Regions from separate parts of the Mus musculus genome. Here all the other regions are linked to region 1. A link is a contact called in public Hi-C, HiChIP or PLAC-seq and promoter capture Hi-C data. All regions are on one chromosome and are shown on one strand. The core of a region is the stretch at or near the end of the contact, and the rest is flanking DNA. Distances in the headings are between cores, read along the strand shown. Region 1 holds the start of Sez6l (seizure related 6 homolog like). Region 2 overlaps Myo18b (myosin XVIIIb). Region 3 overlaps Myo18b (myosin XVIIIb). Region 4 overlaps Myo18b (myosin XVIIIb).

Evidence for each region. Promoter capture Hi-C pulls out the DNA fragments that hold promoters and counts their contacts. Hi-C and Micro-C count contacts between places; a contact is called where the count stands out from the background. HiChIP or PLAC-seq counts read pairs in DNA pulled down with a chosen protein or histone mark.
Region 2: a contact with region 1 is called in a Hi-C map of cerebellum, with 2.2 times the contacts expected there. The contact joins the enhancer-like site here to the promoter of Sez6l in region 1. A contact is called at or near these places in 4 of 39 promoter capture datasets (the HPC-7 cell line, embryonic stem cells, hippocampal neurons and 1 more), 9 of 484 Hi-C or Micro-C datasets (brain, cerebellar granule neurons, cerebellum and 3 more), 10 of 115 datasets of contacts at active chromatin or transcription factors (SST interneurons, embryonic basal ganglia, embryonic forebrain and 7 more) and 1 of 9 other capture datasets (pancreatic islet).
Region 3: a contact with region 1 is called in a promoter capture Hi-C map of embryonic stem cells, with 2.3 times the contacts expected there. The contact joins the enhancer-like site here to the promoter of Sez6l in region 1. A contact is called at or near these places in 5 of 39 promoter capture datasets (cranial neural crest, embryonic stem cells, hippocampal neurons and 2 more), 8 of 484 Hi-C or Micro-C datasets (cerebellar granule neurons, cerebellum, cerebral cortex and 4 more) and 9 of 115 datasets of contacts at active chromatin or transcription factors (embryonic forebrain, embryonic hindbrain, embryonic midbrain and 6 more).
Region 4: a contact with region 1 is called in an H3K4me3 HiChIP or PLAC-seq map of embryonic forebrain, with 5 times the contacts expected there. The contact joins the enhancer-like site here to the promoter of Sez6l in region 1. A contact is called at or near these places in 8 of 39 promoter capture datasets (cranial neural crest, embryonic stem cells, epiblast stem cells and 4 more), 3 of 484 Hi-C or Micro-C datasets (cerebral cortex, nephron progenitors and palatal mesenchyme), 13 of 115 datasets of contacts at active chromatin or transcription factors (SST interneurons, VIP interneurons, embryonic basal ganglia and 9 more) and 2 of 9 other capture datasets (embryonic stem cells and pancreatic islet).

The regions. Positions count from the first base shown.
Region 1 is chr5:112,574,705-112,580,386 of GRCm38.p6, reverse strand. Sez6l (seizure related 6 homolog like) reads left to right here and starts at 3,189. Exons shown (of 17, transcript NM_001253916.1): 1 at 3,189-3,615. The coding sequence starts at 3,519.
Region 2 is chr5:112,741,837-112,747,681 of GRCm38.p6, reverse strand. All of the region lies in intron 39 of Myo18b (myosin XVIIIb), which reads left to right. Among named protein-coding and RNA genes, the nearest start is that of 1700095B10Rik, 49 kb to the left of the region's middle. Within about 2 kb of position 2,306, at least 6 of the 459 cell types and tissues checked have an H3K27ac peak or open chromatin away from gene starts, as enhancers often do. A contact at or near this core is called in cerebellum and hippocampal neurons, where this site is marked.
Region 3 is chr5:112,722,370-112,728,316 of GRCm38.p6, reverse strand. Myo18b (myosin XVIIIb) reads left to right here. Exons shown (of 44, transcript NM_028901.2): 40 at 4,380-4,510. Among named protein-coding and RNA genes, the nearest start is that of 1700095B10Rik, 68 kb to the left of the region's middle. Within about 2 kb of position 1,761, at least 2 of the 459 cell types and tissues checked have an H3K27ac peak or open chromatin away from gene starts, as enhancers often do.
Region 4 is chr5:112,821,079-112,826,756 of GRCm38.p6, reverse strand. All of the region lies in intron 21 of Myo18b (myosin XVIIIb), which reads left to right. Among named protein-coding and RNA genes, the nearest start is that of 1700095B10Rik, 31 kb to the right of the region's middle. Within about 2 kb of position 1,511, at least 28 of the 459 cell types and tissues checked have an H3K27ac peak or open chromatin away from gene starts, as enhancers often do. A contact at or near this core is called in SST interneurons, VIP interneurons, cerebral cortex and 2 more, where this site is marked.

The DNA.
Region 1 (5,682 bases), core at 1,940-4,439:
GAAGGAGAAATGGATAAATAAGGGGACAGAAGGAATAAATGATGGGGCAGTGGGAAGGGAGGGAGGAGAGGCTTGTGGGTAGATTATAATGGTTGAACTGGACAGCAAGTGACGTACCTTCATACTGTGAAGAGAGATGGAAGGTGATAAATTGTGAATGGATGGTTAGAAGAGAGGGATGGAGAGATAGACAGCTGGAGACATTGATGAGTGGGAGGAACAGATGGGGGCATGGATGTACAGCTGAGTGTGTGAATTGGTGGGATGAATGGCTAGTGAGTGGGCAGATGGAGGATGGATGGATTTGTGGATGGGTGTGCCAATGGGTGGATGTGTGCATGGGTTGGATAGAGTGAGTGAGTGAGTGGATGGTTATGACCAGATGGATGGGTTGGTGGATGAAGAGTGGATATATATATATCCATACATATATATATATATGGATGGGTGGATGGATGGGTAGATAGATAGATGGGTGGGTAGATGGATGGATGGGTGGATGGATGCATGGATGGATGAATGATGGGTGGGTGGATGGATGGATGGATGGGTAGATGGGTGGGTGGGTGGATGGATTGGTGGGTAGGTAGATGGATGGATGGATAGATAGATGGGTGGATGGATAGATGGATGGATGGGTGGGTGGATACATGGGTGGATGGATGGATGGATGGATGGATGGATGGATGGATGGAAGAATTGATGGATGGGTGGATGGGCAGATGAAGGGTAGGTGGGTGGATGGATGGATGGATGGATGGTGAATAGATAGAGTGAGAGATCAACTCCAGAGAGGCTGGTGGCTCACAGAAAGACTCTCACAAAGTCAAAGAAGTAGTCAGAAGCTCCAGCTTCCTGTCTGCTCGCTGTTGTGACCACAAGCACCTGGGGTGGACCGTGCATTAGGGTAGGTCCTGGGCACTGTTGGTAACAACTGCTCAGACTGAGGCCAATCCCCAGACTAAGATTTGACTTGACCTACCCCTGAGGTCCTCTCCCTTATCCTGTAAGCATGCACAGTGTATCCTGTCACTCCTCAAGGACACTGTTGCTCATTTTCAGTCACTCCACATGCCAGGCATTAATTTTATTCCTACCCCTCTGGAAGAGTAAACTAGAACCCAGAGAATACAAGCCACTTATTCTTGGCCTTCTGCAAAGACAGAGGTGAGGCTAGGTTCCAGCCTTTGCCCTCAGTGGCTGATTTTTAACTGCACAAAGGTGGTCACTCCCACAGCAGCATGTAAAGAGAACAGACCTACAGGCTCACCCCAACTTCAGGAACAGAACCTGGGCTTCTCTGACCCCAAGCCAAGACCAAGCATAATCTGGCAGTAGACAGAGCACAACCCTGGGCAGAACCAGACTATACATGGTATTGAACATGTTGCCTTGCCTCCCCACACCTCAGTTTGCTCTTCTTTAAAATGGGTCTGGTAATGGGGAAGATCTTCCCCCAACCATGTACTTTTGTTCCAGCTCTGACCCCAGCTGGCTCTTTCTGGTGACTCATCTGCCCGATGCTCTCAACACCTACCCTTACTAATCGATGACTGCAGTGATGGACTTCCAGCAGTGTGCTGGAAGTGGGGAGGCCACCAACAGCCAGGAGGAGCCACCAAGTCTCACCCCAGAGGTAGCCATCTTGGTTGAGGGGAAGAATCATGTTTGGGTGATTTGATTTTCAACTCAGGCCTGGTCTTGAATTCATCCATCTTATCACTTCCTGGCTGAGTGGCTTTGGTGAGGTTGACCCTCTGAGGGCATCCAGGGGAGATATCGATCACTTCTACCACTGCCGATCATTATGACTTTAAAACAGAGACCACACCAGAGTCCGGTGAGCCATGGGTGTTTACAAGCCTTTCTATCCTCATCTCCAAGGAGGAAGCCGGCACTTGTGTCTCTCCTCCATGTTTCTGTATTCCTGCTTTATGCTTCTATTCCTCAGGGGTTACTGGATGGCCTGCTGCTAGCCCTCTAGAGGAGGACCCAGGTCTTCTGCATGTCCTTCTCAAATCCCCACTTCCTGAGACCTGATATGAACTGGGGGTCTCTCCATCACCTGATAATCTGAGCTTCAAGCAAAGAGCATCCCAAGAGTAAATGAGTGACAGGGGCATTTGGAACCAGGACCAGAATAGTCCTCCTTCGCTCCTCCCACCTCCAATGCTCCCCTCCCCTACGTTGTTTTCAGAGATTCCCAGTCTCTCCACTCTGCTAAAGACATCCCCCCCCCCACCCCCAATTGCTACAACCTTCTTTCCATCTGCTCCCTGCTTGAGCGGAGTGGCAAGGTGGAGTGGGGGAGGGGAGGGCTTCTAACTTGGGGTGAGGGGCCTGGGAAGCCAGCTGGGGCTGTGAGACTCAGCAGAACAAGGAGAGCTGTCTCCCTTGGTGTGAGGTATCTTCCAGTTGGCCCTTGGCCAATGCCTGGCTATAAGTGGCTTCTTGTCTTCCTCACCCACTGCGCCCCGTCTCCTCTGTTTGTGGAAGAAAGACACGCTGCTAGAGAATCTCAACTGGACAGAGGCCGCCAGAGGATGGGCCTGGAACCAAAGCTTCCACTGGCGGGGGAGGGAAACGGGGCTTCGGCTCTGGAAGCCTGGCGGATCTGCAGAGCGCTGTTGAGAGTGCTAATGTAGCTGAAATCATAACATGGACCCAGGAGTCTGTGGCTGGGCGTTTCCAGGGTGAAGAACCACTTGGTATCAGACAGAGGATCCTGTGGTCCTGTGCATTGGTCCAACAATGTCCCTGGATGCAGTCGGTGTGGCTTCCTAGGTCACTGGGACTCTCTGTGGAAGCACCAATGCATTTGGCGGATAGGGGAGGGAAAGGTGGATGCGGGTGGGGACCTCAGGGGCCAGAGAGGGCTGTATAGTGGGGATACAGGTCAGGCTGTTCGCCGACTGGGTTCGCAAGGACACATCGGGCGCTCTTCCGCCTCGTCTGACCGTCCCAGCATCCGCAAAAAGAGTAGGGACCCTGAGCCCACCCGGGACCGGGCGATATCACTAACTTCTCAGGGCCTAAGGGCCAGGCTGCCCCCGGAACGGCCCTCGGCCGCCTCCTCGCGCTCACTTCCCTCGCTCGCTCGCTGGTTCGCTCTCTCTCTCTCTCCTGCTCCCTCTCTCGCTCGGGCACCAGCCCCCGCCCTCCGCTCGCTCGCCGCCCGCGGCTCCTCCTCACTCGTCCGTCGCCCGCGCCCGGTGCAGCTCGGCCAGAGCCACGGCGAGCTGCGCGTCCGCCAGGAGCCGCTGCCCTGATCCTACTGCCCAGATCCCTCTGCCTGGATCCCATTGCCTGAACCCCGCTGCACCAATCCCTCTGTCTGTCTGGACCTCGGTCTGGGATCCGGCTGCTTGGAGCCTTCTGTCCATCTCTCTCTCTCTCCCTGGATAGCACTGCCTGATTCCGGCTGCTCGAATCCTTCTGCCCGGACTCCACCGCACGGATCCCTCTGCCTGGACCGACCACACGGATCTCTCTGCGCCGACCCCAGCTCCGTAGCTACGATGCCCGTGGCACGGCCACAAGCCGCGGGACCCGACAGGATCTCTCTGTTCCTTGTCGCCTTCCTTCTGGGGAGCCCCGCGGCAGCTCAGGCGGAAGGTAAGCACCCCGAGGGCCCCGGCCCAAAGAGGGTAAAGTTGTTGCGGCTGACCCGAGCAGTCGGGGGTCTCGACTGGTCTGGGAACACACGCGCCACCCGCGGGACCGCCCGGATACCGGGCTGGGCACCTCGTCCCTGCCGGAGCGCGGAGGCGGGGACGCATCTGAAGGACTCTCGCCTTAGGCTGCGGGTCCTTCGTCGGTCTCTGGGCTCCCGTTTGCAGTCTGGAGACGCTTCCGGGAGAAGCTCTTGGGAGTGGGGTCCTCTCCAAACCTTCAGATTCTGGAAGCTCTCTGCAACTGCACCCGGGGCTGGCTGCCAGGTTATTCTGCCAGGCTCTGTGGAAGAGGATAGGTATAGGAAGCGGACAGCTGACTGCCTGTCTCCAGAACCAGACTCCCTCCCATCCCACCATCCCACGCTGTCTCGGACTATCCGGAGGGGCTGTCTCCTGGATAGGTCCCAGCCAGGTGTCAGGAAATTGGACTTGGGTGTGGCTTCTTCGGATGGAGGAGAGCTCAAGGCTCCCAGAACTTGGTGAGAAGAGAGATATTAGAACCCCAGGGGCTTGGCCCCCTTTATCCCTCTACAGCTTCATCGATATTAGGAGTGAAGAGAGGGTGCTGGTGAAACCCACGTGCTTGCTGCTTAGGAAGGGAAGGGGGTCTGAGTTTATGGAGATTGTCGAGATTGTCGGTTCCTTCACCTGCCTGGAGTCACACCTTTGCTCCACCCTGCTAGGGTCCCAGGAAGTTACAGTGAGATGCTGAGGTGAAGAGAAGAGGGAGGCAAATAACTCACCCAAAGCTGATCCCACCCCCAGCCACCAGAGCTAAAGACACCAGGAGAGCCCACGGTGTCAGCTATTGGGGTTGGATCACTTAACCTCTCATTCTCTTGGCAAGGTGTGACTCTTGTTTCCTCCCGTGGTAACTTACAAAACAAAGCTTGGAGCCTGCCTGAGCTGACCACAGCATGGAGCGCTTACCCCACTCCCCAGCACCCCCGTCCATCTGGAGTTCTGTATAATTGAGGTTTTCTTGATGATCTGGAGTTCTGAGGACAGAGAAGCATTGCCGCTTCGCCGCGGGGAATTCTGGGCCCCTGAGTTCAGCACCAGAGGCCCCGGACAGCTCTCAGCTCCAGGCCCTAGCTCTGGGTCCCATCACTTCGTTGTGGCCTGGAGTACCCTCAGCATACATCAGACATTATATCCCCAATCTCTTGGACCCAGAAATGGGAGCGATGGGCATGATTTGCCTCCTCTATTTAACAAAACATGTCATTGAGAACACCCCCTCCCCTTGTGAGACAGTGGTATTTCCAATTTACACCAGGTCTGGGCAGTTTCCCTAGGAAAGATGGGAAAAGAGATTTGGTTTAAATCAATGGTCTCTACCCAGCGTGCCTTTTCTTAATTAGCTGTCTCTTTCCAACAATAACGTGGTGGCCTTGAACTGAATCCAGATTGCCCTGCCCCAGCTCTTAAATCTGTGTGTGTGTGTGTGTGTGTGTGTGTGTGTGTGTGCCTGCCACTCCACAAGCAGAACTCAAAGATGCCCAGAGGCTCACCATCTTTTCTAAAGTGGCCCTACCTCTGAGTTTGACATTCTCTAAGGCACCACCCTTGGCATGGGGTGGGGTCTTAATGGCATATAGGAAAATGTCACCCAAGATCAGGATCCTGTATCCTGATTCCTCAGTGTGTGCCAGAGTGTAGGAGGGAAGGCAGGATGTGTGCATTTGTGATGTCAATTTTTAGACATTTTATATTTTGCAACTGCTCCACACCACGCGGCTAGTGAGCATATATTTTTAATTAACTTCAGGTCACTGCCAAATTAAAGTCCACGATACACTTCATCCAAAGGCTCGTTACTAACCATGGGGTTCTGACTGAGTCATAAGAAGGGAGCCAGGGTGGCCCATGGGCACTGCCAGTTCTCATGGTCCATTTGGAAACAATTGATCTTCCGCAATAAATTCTATTTTTAACCGGCAGCTCTTATCCACAAACCAGAGAGGAGAGGCATCAGAGGAGCCCAGTGTTGCAGACTTGTCTTCCT
Region 2 (5,845 bases), core at 1,057-3,556, 170 kb before region 1:
ACATCCCCCGAGACCTCATCAACCGCACTTTGTCACTTTGCTGGGAATTAAAGTCATTTAACTCCACAATGTTAATTACTTAAAAAAGAGAAGGGGCGGGGGTGCTGACTGAATACCGCAGGTGTATATTAAATTATTCAGATCAACCCAAGGCAGGCAGCTTGGATGAGATCAAGCTCTGTTCCGCTCGTCACACTTTAGGGAAGCCCAGCAGGCTGGTGTCTGGGGTGACAGTGTTGTCACCTTTACAGCTGCATGTTCTTGGGAAAATGGCCACCCCAGGGAAGCCAGTGTCTTGTGATTCTGACTCACTGCCCTGACTTGCTCCTTAGCAAGCACATACTTCAATAGGAGGGGTAGGGGTGCCCTTTTTGTGATTCTGAAGGGGGGACGTTGGTCTTAACGAGAAGGGATGAGGGAACCTTAGAAGTTGAGGCTGCGCCAATACACGGGGTGGCAGAATGGACTATACTGGGAGAATTCCTGGTTTTAGATGGGATTTGTTTAGACTAGGGGGTAGCTAGTGAGTTTGTCAAGTCTATGGCTGTTGCTACTGTTGCAGCTGTTGTAGTTGTGGTGGTTGTGGCTGCTGTTGCTGCTGTGGTGGTGGTTGCTGTTGTTGTTGTGGTTGCTATTGTTGCTGTTGTGGTTGTTGCTGTTGTTATAGTTGTGATTGTTGTTGCTGTTGTGATGGTGGTTGTGGTTGTTGCTGCTGTTGTTATTGTGATTGCTATTGTTGCTGTTGTGGTTGTTGTTGCTATTGTTGCTGTTGTGGTGTTTGTGGTTGTTGCTGTTGTTATAGTTGTTGTTGTTGTGGTGGTGGTTGTGGATGTTACTGCTTTTATTGTGATTGCTATTGTGGTTGTTGCTGCTGCTGTTGTTGTGTGGTTGTGGTTGTAGTTGTTGTTGCTGTTGCTGTTTTGGTTGGTGTTGCTGCTGGTGGTATTGCTGTTGTGTTTGCTGCTGTTGCTGTTATTGCTGTGGTTGTGGTGATTGCTGCTATTGTGGATGTTGTTCCTGATGCTGTTGTTGTGGTTGTGGTGGTTGCTGTTGTTGTTATAGTTGTTGTGGTTATTGTTGCTGTTGCTGTTGTGGTGGTGGTAGTGGTTGTTGTTGTTGTTATAGTTGTTGTGGTGGTTATTGTTGCTATTGTTGCTGTTGTGGTGGTGGTGGTTGTGGTTGTGGTTGTTGCTGCTGCTGTTGTTGTGTGGCTGTGGTTGTTGTAGTTGTTGCTGTTTTGGTTGGTGTTGCTGTTGTGGTTGCTGCTGTTGCTGTTTTTGCTGTTGTTTCTGTGGTTGTAGTGGTTGCTGCTGTTGTGGATGTTGTTGCTAACACTGTTCTTCTTGTTGTTAGTAGCCTACCATCTCTGATTGGGGTATTCAGAAGGGAACTCACTGGGTCACCTGACAGAGAAGCCTAGGGCTTCAAGACCCTGTGATGGCCCCAGGCTCAGTCCAGGCTTTGGGGCTCATCATGTACCAGTTCCCCAGGGCCAAGTGCTCACAGCTCTTTTCTGTGGCATCCCTATAGCTTCCTGCTGTTAGTTGCTGTGATAACATCCATACCCGGGGGATTGGCACACACACTAGCCAGAACACTCTCTCCAGATCCTTCTCCCATCCCTCTGTCGACAGTCATTTTGTAAATTCTCAACTCAGTGACCATGGAGCCAAGCTGAGAATAGCTAAGACTCCATTAGCCATGGTGAAGACAGGACATTTCCTGCCAAACTGACTAGCCAGAAGCCCCCAAATATGGACGGGGTCTTGTTGATTTTGATTACTGGCTCAGGGTCATTCGCTCCTAAAACCTGCTGGCATCTGAAAGATATGATTTCTGATTGGACAGTTCACAACCCCAGAGTCACAACCATCCCTAGACCACATCCCTCTGTGACTCTGGTAACTAAGAGAAACAGTCAGTTTGGCGCTGCAACCCGCCTCTGTTTTACACATCTGTCTGGTTTGCCACACTGTCTGCTCTTTCCTGTTACCAGTCATCACGCTTCCAGGGTGGGCTCCCAAAGTGAACAGTGTGCCCCTAGCAGGTGTCTATACAGGTGTTTGCTGTTTGTTGAGTGACTCTGTGACAGATTTGCATATAGCAAACAGGTCAAGCTCTTTCTTTAAAAGGATGGGGGGGGGAGCTGTCTGCCTCCGTCTATGGGGTTGCCCTTTGAGCTTTTGAAAGCAGAATCACAAAGCCTTTCAGCGTATCAGGCACAGAAAGAGTGGGCGTATAGAAGCCTAGAAGCCAACAGCTCTTGTTGTGGCAAGCCTCCAGTGCTCTCCCTGGAGTGATGGCTGATCAGAAAGAACAGATGAACACGATGCCTACTCTTTCTCTATGACATGTGGACAGCAACCTGGGTGGTGGCTCAGCAGGCAAGGACTCAGCCCATGAAGCTAGCTTGTGTTGGCTGGTGCTGGGTGACCGATGGCCCCACACCATGGGGGCTCTTTTAATGTTGAGTGGGGTCGGTTGAGGCAAAGTGTGAAATCTGACTCATTTGAGCAGCCACAGGGCTTAGAAGCCATGCTTAGTCACTGTATTGGGTATCGAGCAGTGGGCACCACCTCAAGTTGTGGGTCGGTGTCCAACTCCTTCCCTTCCTCTGGGCGAGCTTTTCTGCTCCCTCCTGAACATCTCCCTTGGGTGGAGCTGACCGAACCTAGCCCGTTTAGTTTCCATCTTCGATCTCTTATCATGAATAGTTCAGTGATAAAAAAGGGACCAGTTTGTGGAGTCCACAGAGTAACGTGTGCTTAGCTGAGCCTGACTCAGTCCCCCTGAGCCTTTGGGTCACATCCCAGTTGTGCCTTAGGAAAGATGGCTGGGACAGACACTGCCAGCTCCCATCTGTCCACCATCTTTCCCTGCAAGGTAAAACCGGTCTGCCCTTTTAAAAAGATTAATTTAGGAGCTCAATTCTGGTGTTGGCTAATTACCATGCCTACCTTCTGCTCCCTAATGACAGAGCTCGCCTCCTTCTCCATATGGCTGCTCGATCTTCAGGCCCACAAAATCTTGACATTTGGAATGACGGCATCCTCGGTCGGTCGTTAACGCCCGAGGCCTTAGCATTTGAAGGCCAGGAAATACACAATGCGAGAAACTCTTGAGTCACAAACATTAGTAAACCCTTGAGATAAACCTCAGAACTAATGTTTGCATAGATCCTATGTCCCCGGGTATAGCTGACTCCAAGTGATTCCTTCTAAGGGACCCTGCAGAAACCCCATCCATCCTTGGACTCACATGCTCCCAGTGTAATGGAGCTGTGGGACTCACATCTCTTTGAAGGGTGACTGTAAATCTTGTCTGCACAGCTGGTTGCTGAATATTTCAGTTTTACAGACTCTGTTTTGACCTCTGAACCTTCTGTCGTCAGACCATAGCCACTTCCACCGAAGATACACACTGAACATCTTTGTTTCGACAGAACTCTACCGACAAACACGGGTAGGGCCAGGTCTGACACATTGGCTGTCACTGCCTCCTCTGTTTTGGAGTATGAGGCTGTAAAGTCTCCACCACCCACTGAAGTTTGCTTAAGAAACATAGAGGAGGGCTGGAGAGATGGCTCAGCGATTAAGAGCACTGACTGCTCTTTCAGAGATCCTGAGTTCAATTCCCAGCAACCACGTGGTGGCTCACAACCATCTGTAATGGGATCCAATGCCCTCTTCTTGTGTGTCTGAAGACAGCTACAGTATACTCGTATAAATAATGATAAATAAATGATATTTTTAAAAAAGGAAACATAGAGGAATCTCCCAGACCTGCAGTGCATCTCAGTTGTGGAGAGTATCTATCCAGTGGCTGCAAGGGACTAGACAAACAAATGACTATCAACAACATTTATACACACAAAATACCCAACTCGGGTACAGAGTCAAACCAAAGGACAGTTTCTCTTGGCTCAGGCCACTGCCTCCCCCAGAACAGCCTTAGATCTCCAGAGAGGGCACGCCTGGGCCAGGAAAGCAGTTAGGGTGGGGTGGATCTTACTGCAGACTGAAGAAAAATAAAGGGAGACTCTCACCAAACTCTCCCTCAGACTCAAGCATTCCCAAGTGCCAGAGAGGACAGAACTCCCAGGCTGCAGGAGCCAGCAGGCCCCAGCCATGAGGAAGATTTGATGAATCTGTTCTGGTGAGAGGCACGGACCGCCTGGCCATCACCTTGAGATGTGGAGAGGAGAGAGCACACACGGCTCAGACGTTGTTTTTCTTCCCTGTGGAGTCAATAAATGGATAAATGGACCGTGAGTGGCCAAGTGGCTGTTATAATTTTAGACTCTATCAAAAGGAACATCACAAAAGTGTACCGGGGGAGCTTCAACAGCTTGATGCTTCATGCAGGGAGCGGCTGCCTCCCGATATTGTTAGGAGGCGTCAGAGAGGACAGTGGCAACCAGCCTGGGAACAGCTGAGATTGTCTGCAGTGACAAAGACACTGCAAAAATACTTTCCAGGGCCCTTCTGATTAAAGCTGAACCCTTGCCTTTGGCTGAGAGGACATTTTTAATCTCTGTTTACACAGTGTGAGGGAGAGGCTCTGAGGGAGAGCACCTTGCCTTGCCCAAGGCCAGAGAGGGAAGGGATTGGCAACTACCATGTCTTCACTGTGCCTAAGCCTGTCGATTCAAGGCAGGGCCAGCGTTTCCTCAGTGTCACCAAAGGAATCATGTCAACTGAGGAGGGTGGCTACAGCAAACCTGACCTGACAGGAGGAGGCAGGGCCTGAAAGGGATACTTCCTTTCTTGAAAAGGAAAAACTTAAGACAAATGATCACATTATTTTGTGTGTGTCGGATCATGCCACCACACACGTATACAGGTCAAAGGATCATGGGCGTTCCAGGAATGGAACTCAGGTCTTTGTCGGGATTGGGAACAAGCACCTTTACCAGCTGAGCCATCTCCCTGTCTATGCAGGGCCTTTTAGTTATCATTTAGGTTTAGGTAGCATGCAAAATAATGGGTTCGGTATGGCTTTCTGATGTATGTATGCCGACACACACATACACACATATATACACATACAAACATACATACATACATACATACACACACATACATACACATATACACACATACATGCGCATACATACATACACACACATACACACATATACACACATATATACGCACAGTCATACACATACACACCATATAATCATGCCACGTGTGTGAGAAAACATATATTTGTCTTTCTGCATCTGGCTTTATTTATCAGGCAATCTCTAGTTCCACCCAGACCCCTGCAAGGACACGATTTTACTCTGTGAGGCTGAAAAGCTCTGCTGGGGATAACAGCCACATTGACGGCTTGGTTGGTTCTCTCATCGTCCACTCTGGGTGGTATAGCTGTGAATGCAAGCTGAAAGGCGGCTCAATAGCTCTGTAGATATGCTTTGTCCCTTAGGGAACATTCCAGGGGCATAGCCAGAGCATGGGATGTTCTGTCTTTTTACCTTTTAAGAAACTCTTCTGATTTCCACAGTGCTTAGCTATTTTGTCATCTTTCGTTTTGTTAGACTAAGTCTCACTATAGGCCAGGGTGGCCTAGAACTTGCAATCCCGTTGCCTCCACCCACCAAGTGGGTCACAGGGAGGTATTTCCATGCCCGGTATTTATAACCAGGTGATAGAGATACTGGTTGTCCAGGGACCTGAGTTATGGAGTAGCTGGTACCAACCACAAGTTCCTGTACCCCAGAGCCTCCGTAGAGCCCCCTTGTTATGGGGGAGGCTTTCCATCCTGAAGGTGAGGTCACACAGTAAGGAGTGGCTGGGTCAGGGTTCAGCTTCACATCTGGGCTCAGCTGTCCTCTGGGTGT
Region 3 (5,947 bases), core at 512-3,011, 150 kb before region 1:
GTGTATCAGGTCCCGTGACAGTGTTAGCTCTGTGGAAACTGGTACACAGTAGGTGCTCAGTAAATGTGACTTGACTACAAAGATGCGTGATTGGATAAGAGGAGTATGTAGTAGGCACTGGTGCATATGGAAGCCATTTCTGTCCGTGTTTTTTTCCCTGCCTCACACTGTAGAGCTGTCTGGGGGTGGGGTGGGCTCCTGTGGGGTTTTCTGCCATGCATCTATCTAACTACCCAAAAGGCTTATATCAGACTAGTGTTGCACCACTGAGCCTTTCCATGCTCCTTGCTAACTGTAGAGGATCCTGAGCTCGTACAGAGCCTCAGAACACAGCTGTGCTCTTAAGGGGCGACTGAGACAAACTTCACTGTGCCCAGATATGATCACCACACCAGCAGGGCATCTGTCCCTGGAAGGCATAAGGAGGCAGGGGGTCCCAGCTTGAGCCAGGTGCCTCCAATTGGCCCCTTCATTCTGTGTGTCTTCTCTAGGTTGTGACAGGGTGAGGGACCTCGTTTTGTCTGCCCTGGGCTGGCTGCTGGGGTCTGCAGTGTTGAGACTGATGTCTTGGTCTTCATAATCTGCAGATGCCCCCAGGTTCCTAAACTGAAGCAGGAAAGCTCAGCTCTGCTGACTGGTGATTGCTGGTTATACAGCTTCCTCGCTCTGGGGTGGTCCCTGGCTCCAGAGTGCTCCATTGATCTGCCGTGCTCCCTCCAAGTCTGTTGTCCACAGGCAGCAAGCAGATAAAGAATGGGCATTGAAAGTCCTTGGTCCAGGCCATGGCCAGCTAGTCTTCAAGTCTTCCTGCTCCGCCTAGGTAGCCCATTAGCTTTGGACAGACTTACACATTCCAAGCTTCTTATTCTGGGTTTGGCTTCCCCAATGAAAGGGTAACAATGTTGCCCTGGCAGAGGTTCCTCTTCTGGGAATGTGAAGTTAGCAATGCCACCAATGGTTGATCCCCACCCCCATCAGAAATTTAACTACTTTACCTGCTACCCTGATTCACAATGAAATTGACAGGAAGGCAGATCAGCTGTGTGAGTTGCTGAAGGTCACACAGTCTCCAAGCCACACCACCGAGATTCAACTCTGTAAAGCTGCCGAGTTCAGAACCCATGAGGTTACAGATTTACCTCAGCTCAAGTCCCACTCTCCTGCCCATCTGCTTAGTTCTGCTCCTGCAGTGCTCTGTCTCAATCTTGGAAGCAGTGGTGCTCCCACAGTGCTCTGCCTGAGCCTGGGAAGGGATGGTGCTCCCACAGTGCTCTGCCTGAGCCTGGGAAGGGATGGTGCTCCCACAGTGCTCTGTCTGAGCCTGGGAAGGACTGGTGTTCCCATGGTGCTCTGCCTGAACCTGGGAAGGAGTGGTGCTCCCATAGTACCTGAGCCTGGGAAGGAATGGTGCTCCCACAGTGCTCCGGAGCTTCTGGGAATCAGCCTCAGACACTTCCCCAGCTGTGTCTGAACTGACACGCTGGTGACCTTTACATCACAGCCCCCTCCACTGACCTGATGCCCTTGTCTGGCTGCTGGTTGGGGGCTGGGGCTGGGCCCCAGCTTGTCCCTTACTTGCCTGTCCTGAGGTTAACATTCATGGCTGGAAGCCTCAGCTGAAGTGTAAACTGGCCCTGCTCATGCCAGCCTTGCCCACACAGGCCTACTTCTGACCACATTGTTCCTCCCTTTAGGCTCTGTGAAGTCCTGGCCTGGCTTGGTTGGGCCACACCTACTGAAGTACTCAATCCTTAATGCCATCGTTAAGGTTCTAACTCAGTGAGAAAGGGGAGGCCAGTCCACAAAGGGATGTCCATCTGTTCCCGTGATGGGAAACAGCTGTGGTCCTTGCTGGATTCCGGGTTTGAGCACAGCCAGCCCCATAGAATGGGGTCACATCTTGGCTCTGCAGCCTCCAGTGATGTAAATGTCCCCAGTTTCTTCAGAGAGGCCTGGAAATCTGTCTGTGGTCACTTGGCCTCTGGAGTTATCAGAAGGTCTGAGAGTTTACTCAGACCTGACTGTAATCTTCACCCTACACACCCCTCATCATTAGGTATCTGTGTGTTTCCTTGAATAGCTAACCACAAAGAAACATCAGATGATCAGATCAGCTTTTAAAAAAAATCTCTCCACCTGTAACATAACTGAGACTCCAAGTCCCACTCAAAAAGTGTGTGTGTATGTGTGTGTGTGTGTGTGTGTGTGTGTAGTATATGTGGTGCTTTGTATATAGTGTGTATGTAATACATGTGATGTTTTATATGTATTGTGTATGTGTGTATAGTGTATGTGGTGTTTTGCATGTAGTGTGTGTTTAGTGTACATGGTAGTTTTATATAGAGTGTATTGTGTGTATGTGATGCTGTGTGTGTATGTGTGTGTATATATTTGTGGTGCTTTGTATGTAGTGTGCATGTAGTACATGTGGTGTTTTATATATAGTGTATACGTGTGTGTAGTATATGTGGTATTTTGTATGTACTATTGCATGTATGTGAGAATATGTGTGTATATATATATGTGGTGCTTTGTATGTAGTATGTATGTAGTACAGGTGGTGTTTTATATGTAGTGTGTATGTGTGTGTAGTATATGTGGTACTTTGTATGTAGTATGTATGTAGTACAGGTGGTGTTTTATATGTAGTGTGTATGTGTGTGTAGTATATGTGGTATTTTGTATGTAGTATGAATGTGTATTTAGTGTACATGGTAGTTTGTATGTAGAGTGTGTGTATCTGTGTGTGTAGTGTACATGGTAGTTTGTATGTAGAGTGTGTGTATCTGTGTGCATAGTGTACCTGGTGGTTTGTGTGTGTGGTGTGTGTATGTTGTGTGAAGTGTGTATATGTGTGTGTGTTGTGTGGTATGGTGCGTGTGTATGTAGTGTGAGGTGTATGTGTGTATGTGTGTGTGGTTGCTATGGATTCCGGGTCACAGTCTTCTTGGTAGTTCTGTTTGCTCCATACCATTCAAGGATGCTGTCCATATTGCCACAGCCCTTGCTTCTGTTAACAACTGTCTAATGACATCAAAGTGATGTTCTGTGATCTCCGTAACCATCCCCAAAGCTGGGTATAGCTTCTGGATTTCAGACTCTCATTTCACTGGCTGCACTGCCCCCGAGCAAACTCATGTTCAGGGCCCTGCTTTGCCTTCTGATCCATCCTGTGGAATTAATTTCCAAAAGAGAGATTCTGAATGTAGCCAGATGATTCTCTAACTTGAGGTATCTGGTGCATTGTGGGATATAACAGTATCTGGCCTTGACCTGACACATGTCACAGTATACCCCAAGGCATGGTTGCCATCTCTTTCTCCAGACTCAATCCTAAGTCTCCGGGGGGCAACTCACCTTCCATCAGCAAGCTTTGTGTTAAGGGATAAACTGAATGACAGATGCCTCGTGGACATCAGATATTTCCCAAAGAGTCAGGACAGAATCAAGTCACGGCACCACCAGAGAGTACTGATCTCAGTGGATGAGTACTGATCTCAGTGGATGAGTACTACAAAGACAATCAAAAGTACTAAATACTAGCACCCTTGCTAAGTCCTTGCTCTTGAAGGTCTCCGTTGCTCAGCTCTGAAGCAGGATTGGTTTTCATGACTTCCCTACCAGGCTCTCGGTGAGGAAGTCTTTGGTCACGTGACTAGTGCTGGCCACAGAAAATGCCCCATAACTGCCTGCCAGGTCTGTCACTCTGCAGGGGGCCCCACCAGGCCATCCCACTTTGTATAATTCTTAGGTTCAGTTTTATTGCTGTGTACACCATGACCAAGGTGACTCTTACACAAGAAAACATTGCTTACAGTTTCAGAGGGTAGGTCTAGGGTGGTCATGGTGTGGAGTGTTGCAGTGTGTAGGCAGGCATAGCCTGGAACATAACCTGCTCTGTGTTGCCCCAAACCTTCCGCACCAGGTCCATCCCATTTACTGATTAATTTAAGATGGCTTTGCATTCAATAAGGAGATAGAGTAAACCCAAGCATGGCTCTGGGCTCCTAAAAACACATATGGATGACCCAGCTTGGGACATCCTGTTCCTGGGACACGCCATCAGGGCCCTCTAGAGTCTATTCCCTATGTAGAACAAGTCATGTCTGCTTGGGACACCCAGGGCTTCACACTCTTCTGCCGTGAAGGCCTGGGAAGGATTTGCTTACATTGCAGAGAGATGGGCTCTGCTCAGGTTGTCCCCTCGCCCCCATAGGCTCTGCTCAGGCTGTCCCCCCCCAATAGGCTCTGCTCAGGCTGTCCCCTCCCCCCACATAGGCTCTGCTCAGGCTGTTCCCTCCGGCCCCCTTCCCCTGGAACTCTGCAGTACTATGGAGTTCTCATGCAAGACCAATGGGTTCTGTGGTCTCTGCCTGCAGGAGAAGTATGTGGAGGAGCTGGCAACTGTGAGACAAACGCTGCAGACAGACCTGGAGACGTCCATCCGACGCATCGCGGACCTGCAGGCAGCCTTGGAAGAGGTGGTGTCAAGTGATAGTGACACAGAAAGGTAACTGGGTGGTGGCCGGGTCGGAGGCGGGGCTGTGCTCTGCAGACCTCTTTTGTCCCTACAAGTCTCAGGCTATATTTGCTGGGAGGACCCCAAAATGCCTGAAGGTTGCTGGTTTGTTCAGATTGAAAGAAGAGGGACACTGTCCCTGTCACCTATGAAGTATGGGAATTGACTTGCTGGACATGAACGGTTGGAAAGTGTCTTAGTCAGGGTTTTATTGCTGTGAACAGACACTATGACCAAGGCAACTCTTATAAGGACAACATTTAATTTGGGCTGGCTTATGGGTTCCGAGGTTCAGTTCATTATCATCAAGGCTGAAACAAGGCAGCATCCAGGCAGACAGGAGGAGCTGAGAGTTCTACATCTTCATCTGAAGGCTGCTAGCAGAATACTGGCTTCCAGGCAGCTAGGATGAGGGTCTTAAAGTCACAGTGACACACTTCTTCCAACAAGGCCACACCCATTCCAACAGGGACACACCCACTCCAACAGGGCCACACTTACTCCAACAGAGCGGCACCTTCTAATAGTGCCACTCCCTGGGCAGAGCATATACAAACCATCACAGAATGAGACCAGTGTGGCATCCTAGGGAAGTGACTTGTCTGGTCTGGGTCTGTGTTTGTTACTTTTTTGTTGCTGTGTCACAACTCCTGGTGTAAGCCACTTAAAGGTGGGCTTGTTTTGGCTTATGTTTCAAGGCTATTGTTCTCTCTCTCTCTCTCTCTCTCTCTCTCTCTCTCTCTCTCTCACTAATAATGATTCCAAAGGTAAAGGAGACAGGAATAGAGTGGCCATGCTCAGGGGTGGAGCAGGCTGTGAGAGAAATCAGAGGCCAGACTTCTCAGCTGGGTAATGAACCAGGATAAGGTCACAGAGCACCCCAGACATCGCCCAGGCTCCATCCTAAGAGCCACTACACCCAGATGGTGCTCACATAAGACGTATCTGTCTCTGTGGCAACAAGACTCACCCTCTGCTTGGGTCCATCTTTCCTGAGCTTCAGGCCATGGCCACCTGAGTGCAGCTCCAGCATTTGTCTCCTCTCATCCTGACCTCTGCATCCGAGGCTGTACATATTCTTCCTTGCTGCATTTCCGATGTCTTTCTTCGTGACTATGTCTCCAGTTTCTACATACCATCAGCCTCATGGTTCCTCAAATTGGAAGGGAACTTTCCTGTGTCTCAGGGGAGCTGTGGGATGTTGGTGTGGTGTCTGAACATAGGTGCCACGCGATGTTCCTGGTACCCAGGAGCACCCCAGGCAGCAGCGAGTGGGGTTGCTCTTGTTGGGGGAGGGGAAAGCATAGACCACAATTCTATTTAAGTGTCCCTCAGTATCATATGACCTTAAACAAATATTCAATCACTTTGATCCTTAGTCTCTTCGTTTCCAAGGTGGATCAGTAAGAGGTAAAAATGCAACTCCTC
Region 4 (5,678 bases), core at 262-2,761, 250 kb before region 1:
ATACAGATACACACACACACACACACACACACACACAATCTATCTCAATTCTTTCCCCCTGCCTTCCTGTTTCCAGTCCTGCTCTAACCCGTGAAGCCTCACCTCACCCCTCACACCCTCCTGTCCCCAGTGGAGCTACCAATGAAGGATGGTTGTGGGTTCAGTGGTTAGAGATGCCTGGTGCATTCATGGTGCAGGTTCGAGAAGCAAGTACACTCAGTCACTTTGGCAAATGGGTCCTTTGAAGATGATGCAAGTATCGGGCCCTTAGAAATGAATTCCACAGGTGTTAATGGGCTTGTTCCTTGAAATCCAGATTCTAAATTCCAGGGGAGGGTTGTTCGGAGCATATGGGTCTTGGGGTCAGTCAGATATGCATTGACTTCAGCTCTCACACCGGCAAGTGACTTTCAATCTGCCTCAGTCTTTTCACCTTTAAAGTGGGAGCAGCAGCAGCGGCTGCCTCCATCAGGACTCTGATGATAAGATACTGTAAAATAGCTGATGTGCCGTGCACAGGTCCTGGCACACAGGAGGGGCTTTCACATGTGTTATCTGCCTCCACCAACTACAGTGGCAATGATTGAAGCATCTTTCAAGGTCAAGGTAAAGGGTGGTTGGTCCATAGTCTTCACAGCCAAAGTGCACCATCACTTCTGCACTCCCTCGTATGAGTGTGTGTGTGTCTGTGTACATGCATGCATGTGTGTGTGTGCATGCATGCATGTGTGTGTGTGTGTGTGTCTGTGTGCGTGTGTGTCTGTGTGTGTGTGCATACACATGCCCAAGTGTACTTGGAGTTCTTCACACTGCCATCCCCAATGAACCGTGAGGTTGCAGGGGTGAATGGCATCACAGTCTTAGGTCCCTTGGTTTCTGTCCAGGGCACAGGTTGGCTCCAGCAGACAGACAGCTCCTTCTGTGGGGTCTCTCCCCTCGGTGTGAGAGTAAGCTGCCCTCTCTATGTTTGGCAGCTCACTTTGGAAGCCCTACAGTTTGCTTTGGTTCCAACCCAATCAGCTTCCGGGGTCCTTTCTTCTTGGTCCATGCATGCTTGATCGCCATACAGAAGGTCCACAGTGCTGGAGACTATGTGGCTCCTGCCCAGTTGGGAGCAGAGCAGACTTGGGATGTGAGGGAGCTTCCTACAGGGGTGACGGGCGCAGTACACAGCAGCATTTAGACTTTGGACTCGTCAGCAGGATTCTGCAGCAGCTAAGCCAAATCCACCTCTATCCACACACATTCCAGGCCCTAGAGAATGGAAAATTACCAGTGCAATGGACTTGCTTGGGAGAATTTTTTTTCCTTCTTATTCTTTCTTCCTATTTGTTCACAAATTTCATTTGCTGGGGCATAGAATTTCAGTAGCAAAGAAAGAAAAAAACATCATCCTGCCTCTTATGAAAAAGCTAATAAATATTCATTTGTCAGGCACCGTGATGGGCCATGAATTATACATGAGTGTGTACTCGTGGGCAAGCCGGCAGGCTCTGCACACAGAGTGGTTAAGACCTTGGAATCCAGTGAGACAAATCTGACAGCTAAGAAAGGTCAATGTCACCCTCAGACACTAGACGGCAGCAGACGGGATTCTTGTCGGGGTGGAAAATGGACCCTAGCAAAGTCCCCTTTGCACCTGACATGTGGTATCTTCGCATGCTGGGCTGGTTCCACCGAGAGGCACCCTGCCTGGGTACTGGGCACCCTCACGTTCACATCACAAAATAGTTTCCTGGTGTTGGGGTGCACGCTTGAGATCCCAATACTAAGGGGGTAGGAGCAGAAGGATCAGAAGTTTACATTCACCAAGGCACAAGGTGAGTTTCCAGTCTCCAGGACAAAGCCTTTCTTTTCTCTTCAGAAGCAGCTGGAGCAGGACGATAGAGCCAGGCAGAAATAGAGGCGGGATTCAAACCCACACTCTCATCTGGGTCCTTACACAGAACACTAACAATAATTATTATGGGCAGAGAGATGGTCTATCAGTTAAGAGCACTTGCTGTAATTGCAGGTGACCCAGGTTCACCCGCATATGGCGACTCACCCCCTCCCTCCCCGCACTGTTCCCTCACCCGTGTAAGTTACTCGAGTAAGCTCCAGGGAAGACAATACTTTCTTTGGCTTCCATCACACCTGTCTATACTGTATTCAGTTCTTTACGCACTGGAGAGGGAGCTGTCCACACTTGCGGTGCTGAAACTTGCTCTCTGGACGTTAATCCCAGCACCTTTCCCTGCGCACTTGCTGGGTCCCTGCCTCTGGATAGCTCTTTGCTTCACTACATACTCTTTCTCCATCACACTAGCCCACGCCATTACGCGTGCAGGGTGTTTGCTGATGCGCCTCTTTGCTGCCTGATGCTTACAGTCAGGACCCTGAGGGTTAAATGAAGCCTTCTGTCTTTAACTGTGATGTGGTCCATGTGTGAGGAAGGGATTCATGAGTTCAAGGTGAAGGCTTTGACTTCAACCTGCAGATGTCTGAACAAGCTCAATGCAGTCACCCAGTTCAGCCCTGGGTTTTTCTCAAGCTCTTGTGGCCCCATGTGAGACACCACTCTTTATTCTTCCTGGCTACATCCTGCTCCAACATCCTAGACACAGGAAGCCCTGTGACAGAACTCTGGGGCAGGATTTTTACATCTAATTGATCTATCAATTATTAAGAGACAGATGTTAACGCCCTTGGCCACTCATATTGAGCTGTCTTACTTTTTCTAATTCTCTCCCTGTTCTGCTTTGCACGCCTTGAGGCTCTCTGCCTAGGCTCTAAGAATCTACCTGGCTGGCTGGCAGGTTAACGCTTTCATCACCGGACACGTCCCTCGTCATTTGTAGCAGCGGCTTTGGTTTAAGTCCAGTTAGTTGTCTTTGTGTCAGAGTGATGGTATGTTTCTTAAATTCGCAGTCTGAAGAGTGTTGCTTGTATTTGTTCTGCCCCCTCAACTGGGCTCCAGACTGAATCAAAAGAAAGCTTTTGTTCCACAGACCCACCTCCTCCTGACGCCTTGGTGCCATTGTTATAGGTAGATGCCATAAACCCATTAATACAGCTCAATATTTTAAACTTAATCTTATGTCTTTTTAATTCACTTAAGATATATTTTCATATTTTAGCTTTTGAGACAGTCTCGCCATATAGACCTCATTATCCTGGAACTTGCTCGTAGACCAGGTTAACCTCTAACCCAGAAATCCTCCTGCTTCTGCCTCCTGAGTTCTGAGGCTAAAGGCATGCACCATGACACAAGGCTTCAGACTGTTTTCTAATTGTTTCCTGTAAATGCGTTCTGCTATTCTCCAGTCTTTAAAGGTTTGAGTCAACATTTCCTTCAGCCTCAAATCTGAATACAAGATCTGGTAGCACTGACTTTCCCAGCCTGTGTGTGCATGGGTGGAGCTTGTTTTGGGAGGATTAGAAGCACAGCTCTGTAAGGTATTGATTGACAAAGGGTTTTCCCCTCTCAGCATCTTTACCGTGCAGTTACACTGACTTCTGGGCTTCATTACTCAGGGTCGTGTTTGCTTTCTATGGCTGTGACAAACACCATGGATTAAAGGAACATAGAGACACAAAGGGTTACTTCATCTTCCAGGTGACTGTCCGTCACAAGGCAGATCGAGTGAGGACTCAAGCAAGAACTTAAAGAGACGCCTCAGAGGAACTCTGCGTGCTTCTCCATGTTTTTTTCTTTCTCCCTCCTCTCTTATACAGCCCAGGACCACCTTTCTAGGGAATGGTGATACCCACTGTGGGCTGAGCCCTCTCCCATCAATGAACGATCCAGGAAGACATGACTGCAGGCTAGTGTGACCCAGGGGATCTCTCCTCTGTGGTTCTTTCTTTCCAAGTGACCCTGGATGTGTGTGTCAAACCAGCCAGTCACTGTTAGGCTCATGGCTTCTCTCTTGCATGGTCAAGATTTTCTGCCATTTGGAGTTTACTTTTCTTGCTGCCACAAGCTCTGCTCTGACTTCCTTGGTTCCTCACCTTCCAATGAACTCACTGAACTCCTGGGAGCTCCAGGAAGCTTTTATTTTTAGGAAGGAACACAATTTGGGGAAGTTTTAAGCTGTGAGGCTCCATTCTGTTTTCTCCCTGTCCTTCGATGCTCTATCATGCAGATGCAGCTCTGTTCTGTTGCCAGGCGTGACTAATTCTTTATTCCCACCTTTCTGTGTTATTCAATTCAGGCAATCCCTTGGATACCACTCCCAACTCACCAACTCACCTGTGGTGAAGTTGTAGGTCCAGCGGTTTGATTTCACAAATGAAGAATTTCCACTCTTAGTTTTGCAGTCCTTTTTAATCTTCACATCTCTTTTTTGGTATTTTTACATTTGATGCTTATTAACACATCCTTCTTTTGGTGTTGTGGAATCAAACCCAGGACCCGGTACATCTCATCAGAGGGTCTGCCGTGGAGACGCCTAGAGCCTGTTCTGTCTCTTTACTCATTGAGCGACACTTTCTTCAGGTCTCTGAACAAATCTACAGTGAGTACTTGTAAATCTGTGATCGGTGGGCTAAGAGTCCACATTCTGAAAGTTCCTTCCCCTGATACAAGTAATAATATCTGAGAGAGAGAGAGACAGAGAGAGAGACAGAGAGAGACAGAGACAGAGAGAGACAGAGACAGAGAGAGAGAGACAGAGAGAGACAGAGACACACAGAGACACACAGACAGACACACACAGAGAGAGACAGAGAGACAGAGACAGAGAGAGAGACAGAGACACACAGAGACAGACAGACAGACAGATAGACAGACAGACACAGAGAGAGAGAGAGAACTTCTATTGAAAACTGAGCATCTTAGACAATGACCTTTAGGCATGGGTCTTTCTTAACCATCTGGTGACTTGATTCACCAAGCACAAGCCCCCTGGTGTCACTGCCTAACTTTTAAAGCCTTTGGTTTTGTTGTTCTGGGTAGTATTTCTATTTTACTGATGAGTCTTGGCTCAATATGGAATGCTGTCTACACCTGAGCCGCCATACACTGAGTTCCAGTGTCTGGCTCTGTCCCTTGTCTCTCTGTGACCATGCCCATGGCTTGTCTTTAGCATGAAGCAGATATGAAAGGTACCTCCAGCCCACTGGCTGTTCCACTGCCTACAACGTGTGAGGTTTGTGGTTATAGGCGCCACGGCTCACCTCAGTCAGAGCCACCGCCTTAACTGTGACTGATTCTCTGCGGCTGCTGCTGAGCTCTCACTGCTTCTGACAGGCCTGGGGTATAGCTTAGCCATGCCTTGCTCTGTAGACATGAGACTGTCCTAGCTGAGAAGGGGCTGCGTTCTTGGTGTGACTCGCCTGGTGGCCCCACTGCCGAGTCAGAGCTGGGTAGGATTTGGGGAGCAGAGATAAGAGCCTGCAGTCAAAATGGCTGCCAGCCCCCACTGCTCTGACCCAGGCTTCAGCAGGGCTCCCAGGAGTCGCTGATTCCCATCTTGCTGAATCGTTTTGTTGAGTTCGTCAAGAGTCGAATTTGCTCTGTTATGAAACCGTAGCCGTTGTTATGATGGTTGTGCAGAACAGAGAGGGGTGGGGAAGCTCCTTGAGCCACCATTTTGGAAACCTCTCTCTTGCAGGCCACTCCTATGACCTCTGCAAGTCCCCTTCCTTAAACCAGGTGTATGACCCCATGCACTGAGGCCCAGAGGCAGGAGCTG